Regions from separate parts of the Sus scrofa genome. Here all the other regions are linked to region 1. A link is a contact called in public HiChIP or PLAC-seq data. All regions are on one chromosome and are shown on one strand. Each heading gives the region's core, a stretch centred on a gene start, on an enhancer-like site or on the middle of the called end of the contact. The rest is flanking DNA. Distances are from core to core; before and after follow the strand shown. Region 1 holds the start of METTL16 (methyltransferase-like protein 16). Region 2 holds the start of CLUH (clustered mitochondria protein homolog). Region 3 overlaps PAFAH1B1 (platelet activating factor acetylhydrolase 1b regulatory subunit 1).

What was found. HiChIP or PLAC-seq counts read pairs in DNA pulled down with a chosen protein or histone mark.
Region 2: an H3K27ac HiChIP or PLAC-seq map of alveolar macrophages shows a contact between it and region 1. The contact joins the promoter of CLUH here to the promoter of METTL16 in region 1. A contact is called at or near these places in 1 of 47 Hi-C or Micro-C datasets (heart right ventricle) and 2 of 2 datasets of contacts at active chromatin or transcription factors (alveolar macrophages and skeletal muscle).
Region 3: a contact with region 1 is called in an H3K27ac HiChIP or PLAC-seq map of alveolar macrophages. The contact joins the enhancer-like site here to the promoter of METTL16 in region 1. A contact is called at or near these places in 9 of 47 Hi-C or Micro-C datasets (alveolar macrophages, brain, embryonic fibroblasts and 6 more) and 2 of 2 datasets of contacts at active chromatin or transcription factors (alveolar macrophages and skeletal muscle).

What each region holds. Positions count from the first base shown.
Region 1 is chr12:48,565,139-48,570,263 of Sscrofa11.1, reverse strand. METTL16 (methyltransferase-like protein 16) reads left to right here and starts at 3,015. Exons shown (of 12, transcript XM_021067620.1): 1 at 3,015-3,159. It also overlaps a transcript of PAFAH1B1 not described here.
Region 2 is chr12:48,760,905-48,766,029 of Sscrofa11.1, reverse strand. CLUH (clustered mitochondria protein homolog) reads left to right here and starts at 2,534. Exons shown (of 26, transcript XM_021067625.1): 1 at 2,534-2,886. The coding sequence starts at 2,787. It also overlaps the pseudogene LOC100513176.
Region 3 is chr12:48,720,040-48,725,164 of Sscrofa11.1, reverse strand. PAFAH1B1 (platelet activating factor acetylhydrolase 1b regulatory subunit 1) reads right to left here. Exons shown (of 11, transcript NM_214250.1): 6 at 3,768-3,936; 7 at 528-630. Among named protein-coding and RNA genes, the nearest start is that of CLUH, 41 kb to the left of the region's middle. Within about 2 kb of position 2,259, at least 1 of the 83 cell types and tissues checked has an H3K27ac peak or open chromatin away from gene starts, as enhancers often do. A contact at or near this core is called in alveolar macrophages, where this site is marked.

The DNA.
Region 1 (5,125 bases), core at 1,766-4,265:
TAAAAAAAATTTTTAAGCCAATGTATTTATCATTATACCACAGTTTTAGGAGGAGGCCAACATATGTCCATGCAGGGAGAAATTAGTTTTAAAAATTTGTGGCACATCTATGCAATGGAATACTATGCACTCATTACAAAGGATAGTACACAACTATATTAACTGAAGTAGGAGAACCTCCAAGATTATATATCATATATCTATATATAATATAGTATATAAAATACGATTACTATAAAAATTATTTAGTTATATATCCTCATGAATATATAGATGTCTAGAAATAAGGTTACCAAAACTTGATGATGATTGACTCTAGAGGGGTGAGAGTTTTTTTTTTTTTTTTTTTGTCTTTTTTTTTTTGGTATTTCTTTGGGCCGCTCCCGCAGCATATGGAGGTTCCCAGGCTAGGGGTCGAATCGGAGCTGTAGCCACTGGCCTACGCCAGAGCCACAGCAACGCGGGATCCGAGCCGCGTCTGCAACCTACACCACAGCTCACGGCAACGCCGGATCGTTAACCCACTGAGCAAGGGCAGGGACCGAACCCGCAACCTCATGGTTCCTAGTCGGATTCGTTAACCACTGCGCCACGACGGGAACTCCCAGGGGTGAGAGTTTAGATAATTTTTGCTTTTTTTTTCATACTTTCTTATATTATTTCAATTTCTTACAAATTTTCTATAATGCAGTAATTTTATTTTTTGAAATAATTTTCTAAAAATGGAAACTGACCAGAGAAGTCATGAGGAATAATAATAATAATAATAACTTGCTATGTGCCAGCAACTATGCCAAGTGTTTTATATCCATTATGCAATTTACTTCTCACAACAATTCTATGAGATTTCTATCCTATTTTGCAATATTGAGCAAACCAAGGCTTGAATAGTTTAAGTAAACTGCCCATAATCAAAGGGTTAGTAAGTAGTAGCAGCAGGATTAAAGCCTAAATTCCCTGGCTACAGAACTACAGTCTTTCTGTTTGACCCAGAGGAGTTGGGAGCTCAGTTTTGACCTAATAGAGAAATTTACGAGCAACTTACATACAATCCACTTTCAACCCTACTAGCCATAACTCCAAGCCCGTTTGGTCTTTTTCATCTCTCCAGAAGGAAGCCCTAAATACTATAAAAAGTCATTACTAATTAAAGCATAAAACTCTGGAGTTCCCATCGTGGTGCAGCAGAAACGAATCCAACTATGAACCATGAGGTTGCGGGTTCAATCCTTGGCCTCACTCAGAGGGTTAAGGATCCAGCCACGAGCTGTGGTATAGGTCGCAGATGTGGCTCGGATCCCAAGTTGCTGTGGTGTTGGCGTAGGCTGGCAGCTGTAGCTCGGATTGGACCCTGGGAACCTCCATATGCTATGAGTATGGTCCTAAAAAGCAAAAATAAAATACAACATAAAACTTTCTCTAACATCTGTTACATTGCTGCTCTAGTGAACCATGCTTTCTGGAAGGTACCCTGGCATAGTTCCTTACTCATGAATCTAGGCTGGCCCTTTGACTTGCTTTAACTAACAGAATAGGATGAAAGCAACAGCCCTGAGGCAAAGCCTTAAGAAGTTCTAGCAAAAAAAAAAAAAAAGGAGTTCCCGTCGTGGCGCAGTGGTTAACGAATCCGACTAGGAACCATGAGGTTGCAGGTTCAATCCCTGACCTTGCTCAGTGGGTTAACGATCCGGTGTTGCCGTGAGCTGTGGAGTAGGTCGCAGACGCGGCTCAGATCCCGAGTTGTTGTGGCTGTGGTGTAGGCTGGCAGCTACAGCTCCGATTCGACCCCTAGCCTGGGAACCTCCATCTGCCGTGGGAGCGGCCCAAGAAATGGCAAAAAGACAAAAAAAAAAAAAAAAAAGAAGAAGTTCTAGCAGCTTCCAAGTTTGCCTTTTGGGGAGTCCTGAGCCAACATGTAAGAAATCTGGTTACTCTGCTGGAGAGATTATGTAGAAAGGTCACATGGAAAGAGAGAATTTGAGACTACAGGAAGAGAGGCCCATTCATTCCCACCAAACCAGCCCATCTCTGATGCTACCACCTACGGCAAGGCCAGAAGAAAAATGGCCAAGCTAATTACAGCCCAGACTTCACAGTGAGCAAATAATATGGTGGTTGTTTTAACCTACACATTTGGGAGTGGGGGGGAGGTTGCTACAGAACAGACAATTAAAACCCTTCCTCACTTCTCTTCGGGTGACAATGGGCACACTCAGTTCTTCCTAAAGCTGAATTTTCTAGCCCTAACCTCTCAATTGTATGGCAATGTTTGCCTGATGCTTTCACATTAATTACTAGGATCTAGGCAAGCTTTTTATTGGAAAGAAGTAGTAGGTAGGGGTTCAGAGATTCAGACTTTAGCCCTTGTTTTGTTACTAGCTGTATGCCTTGTGAAAGTCATTTACCTTTTTATCTCAATTGTAAATTGGGGAGGTAATGCTCACTCTACTTAGCAGAACGTAAAAACTAGTATAAACGCGTTGAAAAGAAAAACAAAAGCATTTAACAGAGCTTCCAGCTCAAGAGGTAGGCGAGGAATACAAAGATCGTGGATTTGATGTCATCTGAATATAGGATCTTGAACAAATAACTTCATTTTTCTGCTCCCCGGTTCTTCCTCTGTAAATAAGATTATCCTATCTCACAGGTTTATCTGTGATGATTGAACAAGACATCGCCCAAGGAGAGAGACCTGTTGCAGAACAAACGGTAATTGCCCCCGTCTAGACCAAAAGCACCCTCTCACCCCCGCGCAGCCATCCTTACATTCCCTGCCCAACCCCAGAGAAGTGATTTAGTAAGTCTGGCGTGGGGCCTAGAAGGCTCATATATTTTTTAAATCTTTTTTAGAAAACAAGGTCCCTAGATATTTAAGCTCAGGTGTCCTTACCCGAAGGACTCCGCTCGATGCCACGCCCCCTTCTTCTGATATACTGAGCCACCAACTCTCGCGACAGTTTCTTCTTTCTTCAGCATCTGCTACAGGTCGCGCGAGAATGGCTCATCCAATCATGAAGCTGGATGGAGGCCCAAGATGGCGGCGCGCTGGGAGCGTAACATCTGCGTTTCTAGGATCTTCGTGCTGCGCGTGGCTTAAGAGTCTGGGTTTGTAGAGGCCCACACCAAACTAGTCGTCTGGCAGGAGCTTTGACATCAGAGGTGAGTGACTTAATGTGCCTCGCGCGGGTTGCGAATTCATTTAGCCTGTGGATCACCCACGTTTCTCATTCTCGGATTCTGGGCCTATGAGGTCCTGTTTCGGGGGTCCAGGGAGAGACGGGATGGTTTGTGTGTGTGCGTGCACACGTGGGTGTGTGTGGTGGGGTAGGTGTGTGGTGGGGTGGATGGGAGGAGTTGGCAAATAGAATGGCGACTAGCTTTCAAGTAGAAAAGACCCCCTTCGTCTGAGGAGGTTTAGAGAGATTCGAAACTGAGGCGGGAAGGCAGTCTGGGTAAAATGAAGGCGTGGAAGGAGTGGAAGAGTTGGAGAACTGACAGGGGCGGAACTAATGGGAAAAGTCGGATTTATGAGGGAAAGGAGACGAGAGAAAAAGGAGATTAGGATTCATGTGGTAGGGATCTTTGCATAAGGTCTTCCAAGTTTTGAAAGCGGAATTTAGATTCTTTTACAGGGTTATGTAGTAAAACAAGTGGTAGTTGAAGAGGATTGTTAAGGGTTAGGAGAAACCAAGGAAACAACTTTGGAGATGGGAAAGATGAAAGAAAGTCGAAGCGCTAGCTTCAATGAAGTTCTACTAAGTTTGACTTTCCGGACTGACACGGGTAACCCAAAAGAAAAAGCTCAGCCCTAGGGCTGAGTCTTTTGGAAACTCAAGATGGGGACTGCTTATCAAAAATGAGAGTGCTGTTTCAGTGGTTTCAGTGACCTGAACGGTGTAAAGAGTTCTTCGTGCTTCCAGTCAGCACTTATTGTGTGCCTGCTCTCCAGGCCCTACTTTAGGGACATTGCAGTGAATAAGATAAACAAAATATTTTCCCTCATGAAGTTTACTGGCAGGGCAGATAAAATAAGTAAAACGTAAGGAATGTCAAATGGGTAAGTTCTGTATATAGAAGACTGAAGCTACTGAGACAAAGAATGAGTTCACTTGTTGCTCATTTAAATGGAGGTACTCAGGAAAGGTGTCAGTGAAAAGGTGACATTTGATCAAAGACAAAGTGAGGGTACCTTGTATGATTGTATTTCTGGAGAAAGCAGTCCATGCAGACCAAACAGCAAATGCAAAAGCCCTGAGGTGGGAGTGTGCCAGACTTGATAGAGAAACAAGGAGGCCACTGTGGCTACAGCAGAATGAACCAGGAAGAGTAGATTAAGTTAGAAGTGGGGAATGACCGTGCTGATGCCAGGTAAGAGCCGACACTCACCTAAACTCTGAGGAATGGGATAGATTTAGCTAAAACCCATTGCCTGTATTGGGAGCTAGTTAGCAAAGAAGTAACTTTATTGACTTATTCTGTTTCTCTTCTGACCAGAAGGGTTGAGTAATAAAGGAAATGAATCTCTCCTAACTGTAATTTGGCCACGTGTTCAGAGTGTATGTATGTGGGACAGTGAACAGAGAGGAGAAAGTGGCAATGAATGAGGTCGGAGGAATAGATTCTCTGTGCCTTGTTAATTATTTTGGAATTTATCAGCCTGAAGGGATTTACCAAGGGATGTTCAGATTTGCATTGGATTGGGGTTGGGGGGGCGGGGGTTGTTGCCTAGATGAAGTGAATTACTGGGGCAAGAATGGTTACAGAGACATCAGTTAGAGGCACTTATAGTCATCCAAGAAAAAGATGATGATTATCCCTGGTCTAGAGACATGGAGTTGTGAAGGGTGACAAATGAATAGGGTCAAGAAATAGTTGGAAGGTTGAGAATATTCAGGACATGGTGTGTTTGGAATGGGGAGGTAGGTAGTTGGAAGGTAGAGAATATTCAGGACATGGTGTGTTTGGAATGGTTTTTATTTTTGCTGTAAATGCTTGTGTGTCACTAGGAAGATAGTGATGTCATTCAGCAAAATAAGGATTAGAAGAGGACAAGTTTGGGGTGGGTAGAAATTATTTAATTTTGGACATGTGGGCATGCTTTGGAACATCTGGGATGATGACAATG
Region 2 (5,125 bases), core at 1,285-3,784, 200 kb before region 1:
ACTGAGTGAGGTTGGGGATCGAACCCGAAACCTCATGGTGCCTGGTTGGATTCGCCATGACGGGAAATGCCAAGAAAGGTGATATCTTAGACATCATGGGAATAGGCACTGTTCAAAAAGTAAGGCCCCACAAATGTTAGCCATGGCAAAACCGGAAGAGTCTACAGTGTTCCCTAGCATACTGTGGCATTGCTGTAAACAAACAAGTTAAGAGCAAGGTTTTTTGGAAAGAGACTTAGTGTGTATATTGAGCATATTAAGCACTCTAAGATAGCTTCCTGAAACATGTGAAGGAAAATGATCAGGAAGAGAAGGAAGCCAAAAAGAAAGGTAGTTGGATTCAACCAAAGCACTCGCTTGCTCCACCCAGAGAAATACACTGAGAACCAATGGAAAGAAGCCTGAGCTGCTGGAACCCATTCCCTATGAATTCATGGCACGATAGATGTAAAGAAAATAAAAGACCTGGACTGTACCAATAAATAAATGAGTGAATAAATTCCCGGGGTCTCTCATTCTGTGTTTTCCCCCATGATTCTTCTGACTTGTACATTAAAATCCTTCTGACCCTTCAAAGCTTCAGAGCAGTCTCTTCTGAGAAGCCCTCCCTGACTGCCTCCCCTGCTCAGTCGGAGCTGCCTTCTTTAAAGGCTTTTATTCTGCAGCCTGAGACATGTGATGGCAGGGCGTATCTCTCTTCATCCACCAGATTGAAACTTCTCCTGGCAGGGACTAAGTGTTTCATCTCTGATCTTCCTGCAGCACTAAGTTCCTGCAAGCTTCCCTTGAAAGAGTGAATCACCCAGTGTTTTACACTATCTACACTGCTTTGATGACTACTATCTGCACCCCACCGCTAGGTGAGAGGCTAGACAGATGGGTGTTTTTATTTGACAGAGAAAGCTCCTGAGATTCAGAGGCGTGAAAGTCAAGTGACTTGCTCAAGGTTACAAAAAAGAAACAAAGTGGAGGTTGCAGAATGCAGATTTCCAGTCCAGCTGTGTTAGGTTCATGCACCACCTAACTGCTCGCCCTCCATGTGGTGGGTAGTCAGGTCTTGCTTTTATTTCTAGCCTTCTTGTGCAATAGTCCAAACTCATCGAGCCCTGGTTTAGCTCTGTCCCTGCCAGAACATTTCTCACCTCTCTTCTTCCTGCTTAGATGCTTAAAGCTTTTCACTGGCTCCCTGTCCCATCACCTGTACTCCAGGGCAAAGTCCACTTTCCTGTGCAATTTTTTTGTTTTAACGGCTGCACCTGGGGCATATGGACGTTCCCCAGACCAGGGATTGAATCTGAGCTACAGCTGCACCCTACACCACAGCTGCAGAAACTCCAGATCCTTTAACCCACTGGGCTGAGCGAGAGGGATTGGTGCCCAAGCCTCCACAGCAGCCAGAGCCACTGCGGTGAGATTCTGTGCCATGGTGGGCATTCCTCTTTTGCAGTTTTTATGAGAACCTAAGCCTACCTCAGGCCACCTCTGCAGCTTCAGCTTCTCGATTCTTACTAGTTCCTGGAATATGCCTTAAATGCTTCCCCATGGCTTCCTGGGCCTGCGCAAGGAAGACCCTCCTATTCCCTTAGCATAGAGAACTTCAGCTCCCTGGCAAGACCCGGTAAGGAGTTCCCATCATGGCGCAGTGGTTAACGAATCCAACTAGGAACCATGAGGTTGTGGGTTCAATCCCTGCCCTTGCTCAGCGGGTTAAGGATCCGGCATTGCCGTAAGCTGTGGTGTAGGTCACAGATGCAGCTCGGATCTGGCGTGGCTGTGGCATAGGCCAGAGGCTACAGCTCCAATTAGAGCCCTAGCCTGGGAACCTCCATATGCTGTGGGTGCGACACTAGAAAAAGACAAAAAAAAAAAAAAACCTGGTAAAATGTCACCTGGTCAGCATGCTGACTTCACTTCTCAGTCTCTACCAGGCCACAATCATGTGAAAACATGAACTACTGTACAGTGTCCAGTCTGTAGACTTAGCCCGGCCCAGCTAAATCCTCGCTCTCTGTGTGACCTTGGTCTTCCCTGCCTCCACTCTAAAGTGGGGATAATGCACCGGCCTGAAAGAAGTGAGGACTCGTCTGGAGCGGGGTGTAGAGGCCGCTGGCAGAAAGGAGGCCGTGGTGGCTCAGGACAAAGTTTGTTCGTCCATCTCGGACACTCCATCCCTATTAACCACCTGCCACCCCTGCCTCTAGTGACCAGAAACTAGGCTACCCTCCACCCCCTCTTCAAGAAGCTAGACGCACCCTAGCCCCACCCCTTTGGGGGGAAATGGCAAGCTTGTAGAGAAGGGCGCTGAGGGTAACGTGAACACCACAGATTAGGGACCGCGTGGTCATTTGGCAGCTTTGCAATAGGAAGCCCTTGGGGGAGGGGTCGGTAAGCAGGAACAGTCCTAAAGCAGTCCCCACCCAAGGTCAAAGCGCCCGCCCGACGGGTGGCAACCCGCAAGGACGTCTCTCTGTAGCTCCGCCCCTCGAGGGGGAGCGAAGCCTCTCTCTTGCCCGGGCCACGGTACGTTCCCTTTAAGACGTTCGGGAAAGGCGCCGCGTTGGTAGACGGCGAACAAGGCGCGGTGTATTTCGGCCCTCGCCGGCCTCCGTGGGCCGGGCCGGGCGCGAAGGCGGGACAGAGGCGCGGCGGTGGGGTCAAAGGCCACACGCGCACCACGTGGGCCGGTGACTCCGTCCTTCCCGCAGCGGCAGCGGCGCGCAGGGCACTTGGGTTAGTGGCGCGGCGGGCGGCGCGGACAGCCAAGCCGGACGCCCGCTCCCGCCGCCATGGTCATCAAAACGGACGAGTTACCGGCGGCCGCCCCGGCCGACAGCGCCCGGGAGCCCAGCTCGCAGGCCGGTGGCAAGGGGCGGCCAGGCGCGGCTGGTGAGCAGGGCTGGGGCCAGGGGGCAGCTGGGCGGGAGGCTGGACTGGGCCGAGCTGGCGGGTGGGTCCGGCGTTGCGCGGGGACCGCCGCCTTCCTTCCGCGCCTGGCCGGGTTGCATCTCGCCGGGCCCTGCACCGGGTGCCCCTGCCCTGAAGGTCACCTTCACTGTCGCCCCCGGCTGCGGCCCGGGCTTCGCACGTGGGGTCCCGGGGAGAACAGCGGCGGCGAGCATACGCGCGACTCACCGCGGGGACACGTGCGCGCACACGCGGTTTCGGGGTGCGCCGCCGAGGCAGGCGGACCAACTCGGCGGCCCCACCCCCTCCGCGCCTGGGCATGGGGAACTCTTCCCGCTGGGGTCACTTGACAACTTGCTCCGTCAGGCACCCACTTCGCGTCAGGATCGCAAACATTCCCTGGGCACAAGACTGCAGCTTTGCCAGTTAGAGTCAGCTTGGGACTTCTCAGGCTTGGTCTTTGGGAAGAGCGGGAGTTGGGGTGTGTGTTTAGTAAGGGAGCTTCTGTGATTCGTTGTCAGACGAAACAAGGCGTTAAGCCCAGATCTGCAGGATCTGATCGCGGTCCTGTTAGGAGTCTGCCTAGTAGGAAGACGGGGGCCGGGGCGCGGGGGGCGGGGGTTCTGCCTGTGTGTGGGGGCAAAGCCAAACTCCTTGGCAGGAGGTGGTGTTTGTGCCAGAACTTGATCATTAACTCACCTTATTGCGAAAAGTGGGTCAGCCCAGAGTTGCTGTTTTTAAGGCAAAGGTCAGCAGCGTGGAGTTGAGCTCCCTGCTTTCCACCATGGGGGGTATGTGGCATTGGCTTTGGGAGTGGCTGCAGCTTTTCTCGGGTGGGGCCTGCCTCTTCGTTTCTCCTGAGGCTCCTCTCTTCTCTCTATTCCTTCCATCACATCTCTGGTTCCAGCCTTGAGACTGGAAGCCCCTTCCCAGCCCCTGGGTTGTCATCTCCAAATCCTCCTCAGAGCCCCAGGGCTGGGTTGTGTCCCTCTCTGCCCTGGGTGACAGTGTGGGAGTGCAGAAATACCCCTGCCTCCGACTCCCTGTATCTCTCCTCAAAAGGGGCTTGTCGTCTTCATGTCCCTTCCCAGCTTGGGTGAGTCAGGACAGTGTTAGGGGGGCTCTAAGACCCTCTAGCTGATCACAGCCGGGTTACTGGTGGTGGGGGATAGGTCCTGTGGCAGTTTTGCTGATTGCCTAGAGAAGGCCAAGGTTTTGGGCAGAATGACAAATGTGGATGACTCCAGCCTGCCAGGCTTCACCCAGATGAGACTCTGAATCAGTGGTGCAGGCTAGATAAGAGGATGATTTCCCCTCTAGCAAAGAGACTGGAAGAGATGAAGCGACTTGCCCAAGGTCACACAGCAATTTAGCATTTGGATTTCTAGCTCACAGCCAGACTGCCAAGGCTGCCCCGGCCTGTCTCACCCGGAGCTGGGCGAGGCATGTTGGCTGGGATCATATACCGAGAACATAACGGCTAAAGAAGGGGGCAGAGGGTGTTGGAGGATTTCTCTGAGGGGCTCTGTCTGGGGCAGTGTGGGTTAGGAGGGGATACAGCTGTTCATTTTGGGGAAACTGGCAGCATACTAACTAGCAGGTGGAGCATTGGCTCCCTAAGTCTCTGGGAACCTAGTACAGAGGTAGGACTTGCATCAGAGCCGACAGACCATGTTAAAAGGAGGAGGGGACTTAATGGAGATCCCCAGAGGCCCTCAGCCCGGCTTCTTGACCTCAGAACCTAGCTCCGGACGATCTCTAGTCCCTCGGAGGAGGTGATCAAGGCTTTTGGCGGGGGAGACATAGGATCAGTTACTTTTTTGGGGATAAAGCTGCATTTAGGGGTTAAGAGAACGGGCAGGTTTTTCAAGTTCATGGTGGTATGTTGAGTTCCTTCTGCCTAGGGTCAGGCTCCTTGGAGTTGAGGCCCAGAGCAGCGGGGGAGAGGGCCGGCAGACTGGAGGGGAGCTTGCGTGCTTCGGGGAGCTCCTGGACAGAGCCCTCATAGCTCTCCTGGGAAGGTCTGAGCAGAGCAGCTCAGGGAACACTGGACCCTCCCCAAACCCTGCAGACCTGCTTCTGGCCCCTGGTGGGGATGGGAAGGAGGCAGACAGCTGCATTCTGGGGGTCTTCTTTAGGATGCCTCCTCCCCTCTGCCCCCTTTTCCCTTGAAGCCCCAGGTTTCTGAGCTGGGGTGATATGCCTTCTGAGGCTTTACTTC
Region 3 (5,125 bases), core at 1,010-3,509, 160 kb before region 1:
CTGACAGAAGTATCATTAAGGAGCTAACCAAATCAAAATCTAGAAGGAAAAAAAGAGAAAATCTCTTGACTTAAGCACACACAATACACCTAACAAAAATATTTCTAGCCATGTTGGGAAAAAGGCATGCTCTTACTAATCTGGACAAAACCAGCAGGTTAAATAAGGTTTTATTATAACAATCATGTAATTCTAAGCACAACCAAATTAAGCCTAATAGGGGCATACCTGCACAAATGTTATTTATATTTTAATTCAACCCACAGAGAGATCACCTAAAAGAAGACCACAGAGAAAATAAGCCATTACATAAAAAATGGCTCTCAAGGACATGAGTTTCTTTCATAATTTCTCTGTTCCTTTTGGGTAGACATTTAGAAATCAAAACTTAGTTTTAAAATATGAAACAATCATGGTGATCATCCTGGGTTACAGACAAATTTATGGGAACAATAAGAACATAATTTGGGAGGAGTTGTTTAATATTATCTCTTCAAGCTGATACCTGTTAAAGCAAATCTACTTACCCAGTTTGCACTTCCCACATTTTTATAGTTTTATCCCTTGAGGCAGACACTATATGATCTCCATTGGGCATGATGGCTACTGAAGAAACATTGTGGTCATGGCCTAAAACACAAAACACAGTAACATATTAAGTAATGTATCATCAAGAGCAATTAAAACTCCAATGTACCATGGGATTTCAATAACACAGCAACTTCAAGTACAATGGATTTTATATAAGAAAAAGTTTAAGGAATTAGTAACTTAATAAAATAACCAGCATTTGAATGTATTAATATGCTGAATATTTTTAAGATTAGAAAACCACAAAATTTTCCATGGTTAGTATTCTAAGGTATAAGAAATAAGGTTTACAAAGGTAAACAGAATGGGTAAGAAAAATGAGAATTTCACATTACATTTAAAATAGTGATTAAAAAAAAATAAGGGGAGTTCCCGTCGTGGTGCAATGGTTAACGAATTCAACTAGGAACTGTGAAGTTGAAGGTTTGATCCCTGTCCTTGCTCAGTGGGTCAAGGATCTGGCATTGCCGTGAGCTGTGGTGTAGGTTGTGGACATGGCTCAGATCTGGTGTTGCTATGGCTCTTGTATAGGCCGGCAGCTACAGCTTTGATTAGACCCCTAGCCTGGGAACCTCCATATGCTGCGGGTGCGGCCCTAGAAAAGACAGGGAAAAAAAAAGAAAAAAGGAGTTTCTGCTATAGTGCAACAGGATCAGCAGTGTCTTTGGAGTGCTGAGGATGCAGGTTCAATCCCTGGCCCAGCACAGTGGGTTAAGGATCTAGCACTGCTGCAGCTGTGGCACAGGTTGCAAGTGCAGCTGGGATATGATCCCTGGACCTGGAACTCCATATACTGGGATATATATATATGAAATAAAATAGTGGTTGAAAAGTACTTTGTTGTTGATGTTCACAGGGGTAAAAAAACTGCTTTATTCACAATGCTAAATAGCTATTCCTTTGCAAAAAAAAAAAAAAAAAAAAGTCCCAGCGAACCCTCATTAATATCACATTATTTTAAAGACTACACAATGGTTGGAAAGAGCTTTTCTAAGTTAGAACAGTAAGATACAGGCTACTTAAAGAAACAAATAGATTTTACAAAAGGATTCAATAAAACTCCTTTAATTGGTTAGCTTCCCTAATGTATTTAATTGGGGGTGGAGGAACATGCCTTTCAAATTATACCCTCTATGTAATCACATAGCTTATTCTAACATTACTGGATAATCTATTAAAAATTTTTATTTCTACTATGTCTAGATACTCATGTTGCAACAGAACAAAGGGTGGGGAAAAAAATGTATAAACGTAAGGATAACTTGATCCCTTTGCTTTACAGTGGGAAAATAAAAAAATTTTTTTTATTTCTAACACAGTATGTGTTCCTTATATAAAATCCAAACATTCATTATTTCATCATGTTTTTAAAGAAACAACAAAAATTCTTATTTAGTGAGCACCTTCTATGTACCAGGTACTAAACCAGATGGCAGGAGTATATGATCTCATTTTATCCTCACAACAACCTTATGATTTCAATTCTTTCTTTTTCTTTTGTCTTGTCAGGGCCGTACCTGCAGCACATGGAGGTTCCCAGGCTAGGGATCGAATCCGAGCTGTAGCTGCCAGCACATGACGGAACCACAGCAACACCAGATCCGAGCCGAGTCTGTGACACCACAGCTCATGGCAACACCAGATCCCCAGATCTCCAACCCACTGAGCAAGGCCAAGGATAAAACCCAAAACCTCATGGTTCCTAAGTGAGACTCACTTCCGCTGCGCCACAAAGGGAACTCCCCTGATTTCAATTCTTAATTCAATACTTAAATTATTCATCTTCCAGATTAAAGAGGTTAAAATTTCCTAATCCCATAAGTAGGAATCTGTACCCAGTTATGTTATTTCCAAAGCCCCAGCCCTTCCTTTTTTTTTTTTGTCTTTTTAGGGCCACACCCTCAGCATATGGAGGTTCCTAGGCTAGGGGTCAAATCGGAGCTGTACCTGCTGGCCTACGCCACAGCCACACAAGAGCTGGGCCATGTCTGCAACCTACACCACAGCTCAAGATCCTTAACCCAGTGAGCAAGGCCAGGGATGGAACTTGCAAATTCATGGATACTAGTCGGGTTGTGTAACCTCTGAGCCACAACGGGAACTCCCCCTGTGCTTTTTCCACAAAGTCAAACTGCTTCAGAAAATAGTCTCCAAAAAAAAAAAAAAAGAAAAAGAAAAAAAAAAGAAAAGAAAAGAAAAATTGGGAACTATGTCTAGATACTCATGTTGCAACAAAACAAGGGGTGGGGAAAAAATGTATACATGTAAGGATAACTTGATCCCCTTGCTGTACAGTGGGAAAATATAAAAAAAAAAAAAAAAAAAAAAAAGAAAGAAAGAAAATAATCTCTATAACAAGGCCTGGAAAAACAACTTAACAATGAGACTAGTATATGTGAGCAAGGGAATCCGGGTTCCAGCTTTTATTATATCTATTCTCTAATTTCAGTTTCCTGAGGAAAATGAAAAATAGCAACAGCGGCCAAAAAAAAAAACCCCCAAACAGCCCACCCCCCCATAATTTCATCTTCTCTTAAGGACAGAGAGGTGCCCTAGCAGTTTTTTTCTCACCCAAAAATATTTGTGAAAACATATTTCATAACCATTAAGAGATGCTTAAAACTTTACAACAGAAACAACTCCCAATTATCAGGATTATCCATGGACTATCCATATCATATGCTCCTCCACTGATATAGACAATTAAAATTGAGTTCCTGTCATGACCCAGTGGAAACGAATCTGACTAACATCATGAGGACACAAGTTCGATCCCTGGCCTTGCTTAATGATCTGGCGTTGCCATGAACTGTGGTGGAGGTCGTAGATGTGGATCAGATCTGGTGTTGCTGTGGCTCTGGTGTAGGCCAGTGGCTACAGCGCCAATTAGACCCCTAGCCCGGGAACCTCTGTATGCCGTGGGTGCAGCTCTAAAAACACTCAAAAAAGGATACAGCATTGCCATGAGTTGTGGTATAAGGTGTAGACATGGCTCAGATCTGGCACTGCTGTGGCTGTGGCGTAGGCTGGCAATTACAGCTCCAATTCGACCCCTAGTTTGGGTTGCAGGTGCAGCCCTTAAAAAAAAAAAAAAGAATGTAGGGAACTTACATACTGTTAGAAAACATTACCCTTCTCTCTGGAATACCATGTTAGAACTAAAGTCAAACCCTTACCATGCATGGTTCTGATGCATTCAAAGCCCTGAAAATCCCATAGTTTAATGGTCATATCTGCAGAACATGAAGCCAGAAGCTTGCCACTGTGGTCAAATGATATATCCTGTACAGAGTCTGTATGCCCCTTAAGAGTTCTTTCAAAATCTCCAGTCTCATAATCCCACACCTGTCAAATGAACAGAAAACTGGTTAGAAAATTCCTTTCTAGGTTAACATTTACACTCAGCAGGCCAGTCTGGCACTTTACTAATTAGCTGAGCAAGTAACAAAGGCTGTCTTAGAAACAGCATCTTCAAGTATAAATTGGTCTTTTCCCTATAGAAGAAATCAATTATTAAATAGATCTCTAATACCACATTTATTAGGCATCTACCATGTATATAATCACACTAGTAATAAGATATGTAACATCTCAAAACAGAGTTCTGTCCCAGTCTAACAGCAGGCAACATACATGTTAAAAAGAAAGTATAAGTACAAAAAAAAAAAATGTCAGGGGCCTATGAGAGAAATTTGTATGTAGGATATTAGGGGAATGATAAAGGAGTACTCAATTCTACTGACACTCAGAGCTCAAACATCTAAGAGGATAAGAAAGACTTCACAAGATTTAACTATCCATAAATAGCAGATTAACAAAAAAATTATTATTATTTTTAGTCTTTTTGCCTTTTCTAGGGCCATTCCTGCGGCATATGGCGGTTCCCAGGCTAGGGAACTAATCAGAGCTGTAGCTGCCAGCCTACGCCAGAGCCACAGCAACTAGGGATCCGAAGCATGTCTGTGACCTACACCACAGCTCAAGGCAACGCTGGATCCTTAACCCACTGAGCAGGCCAGGGATCGAACCTGCAACCTCATGGTTCTTAGTCGGATTCATTAACCACTGAGCCACGGCAGGAATTCCAAAAACATATTATCATTTTGATGAAAAACACTAAGCCACAGTCACATTTTTTATTTTTTGCCCACAACATGCAGAAGAGTTCCCAGGCCAGGGACTGAACTTGTGTCATGGCAGTGACCTGAGCCACAGCAGTGACAATGCTGGATCCTTAACCATTAGGTCACCAGGGACCTCCCAGTCGCATTTTTAAAAGATAATTTTTCTAAGAAAATAAAAATAATGAGCTATCAAAAATAAGTATTATTAGAAGTTCCCATTGTGATGCAGCGGAAACAAATCTGACTAGCATCCATGAGGATGTGGGTTTGATCCCTGGCCTCACTCAGTGGGTTTAGGATCTGGCATTGCCATGAGTTGTGGTATATGTCACAGACGCAGCTCGGATCCTGCATTGCTGTGGCTGTGGTGAAGGCCAGCAGCTGCTGCTCAGGTCGGGTTCGATCCAGAG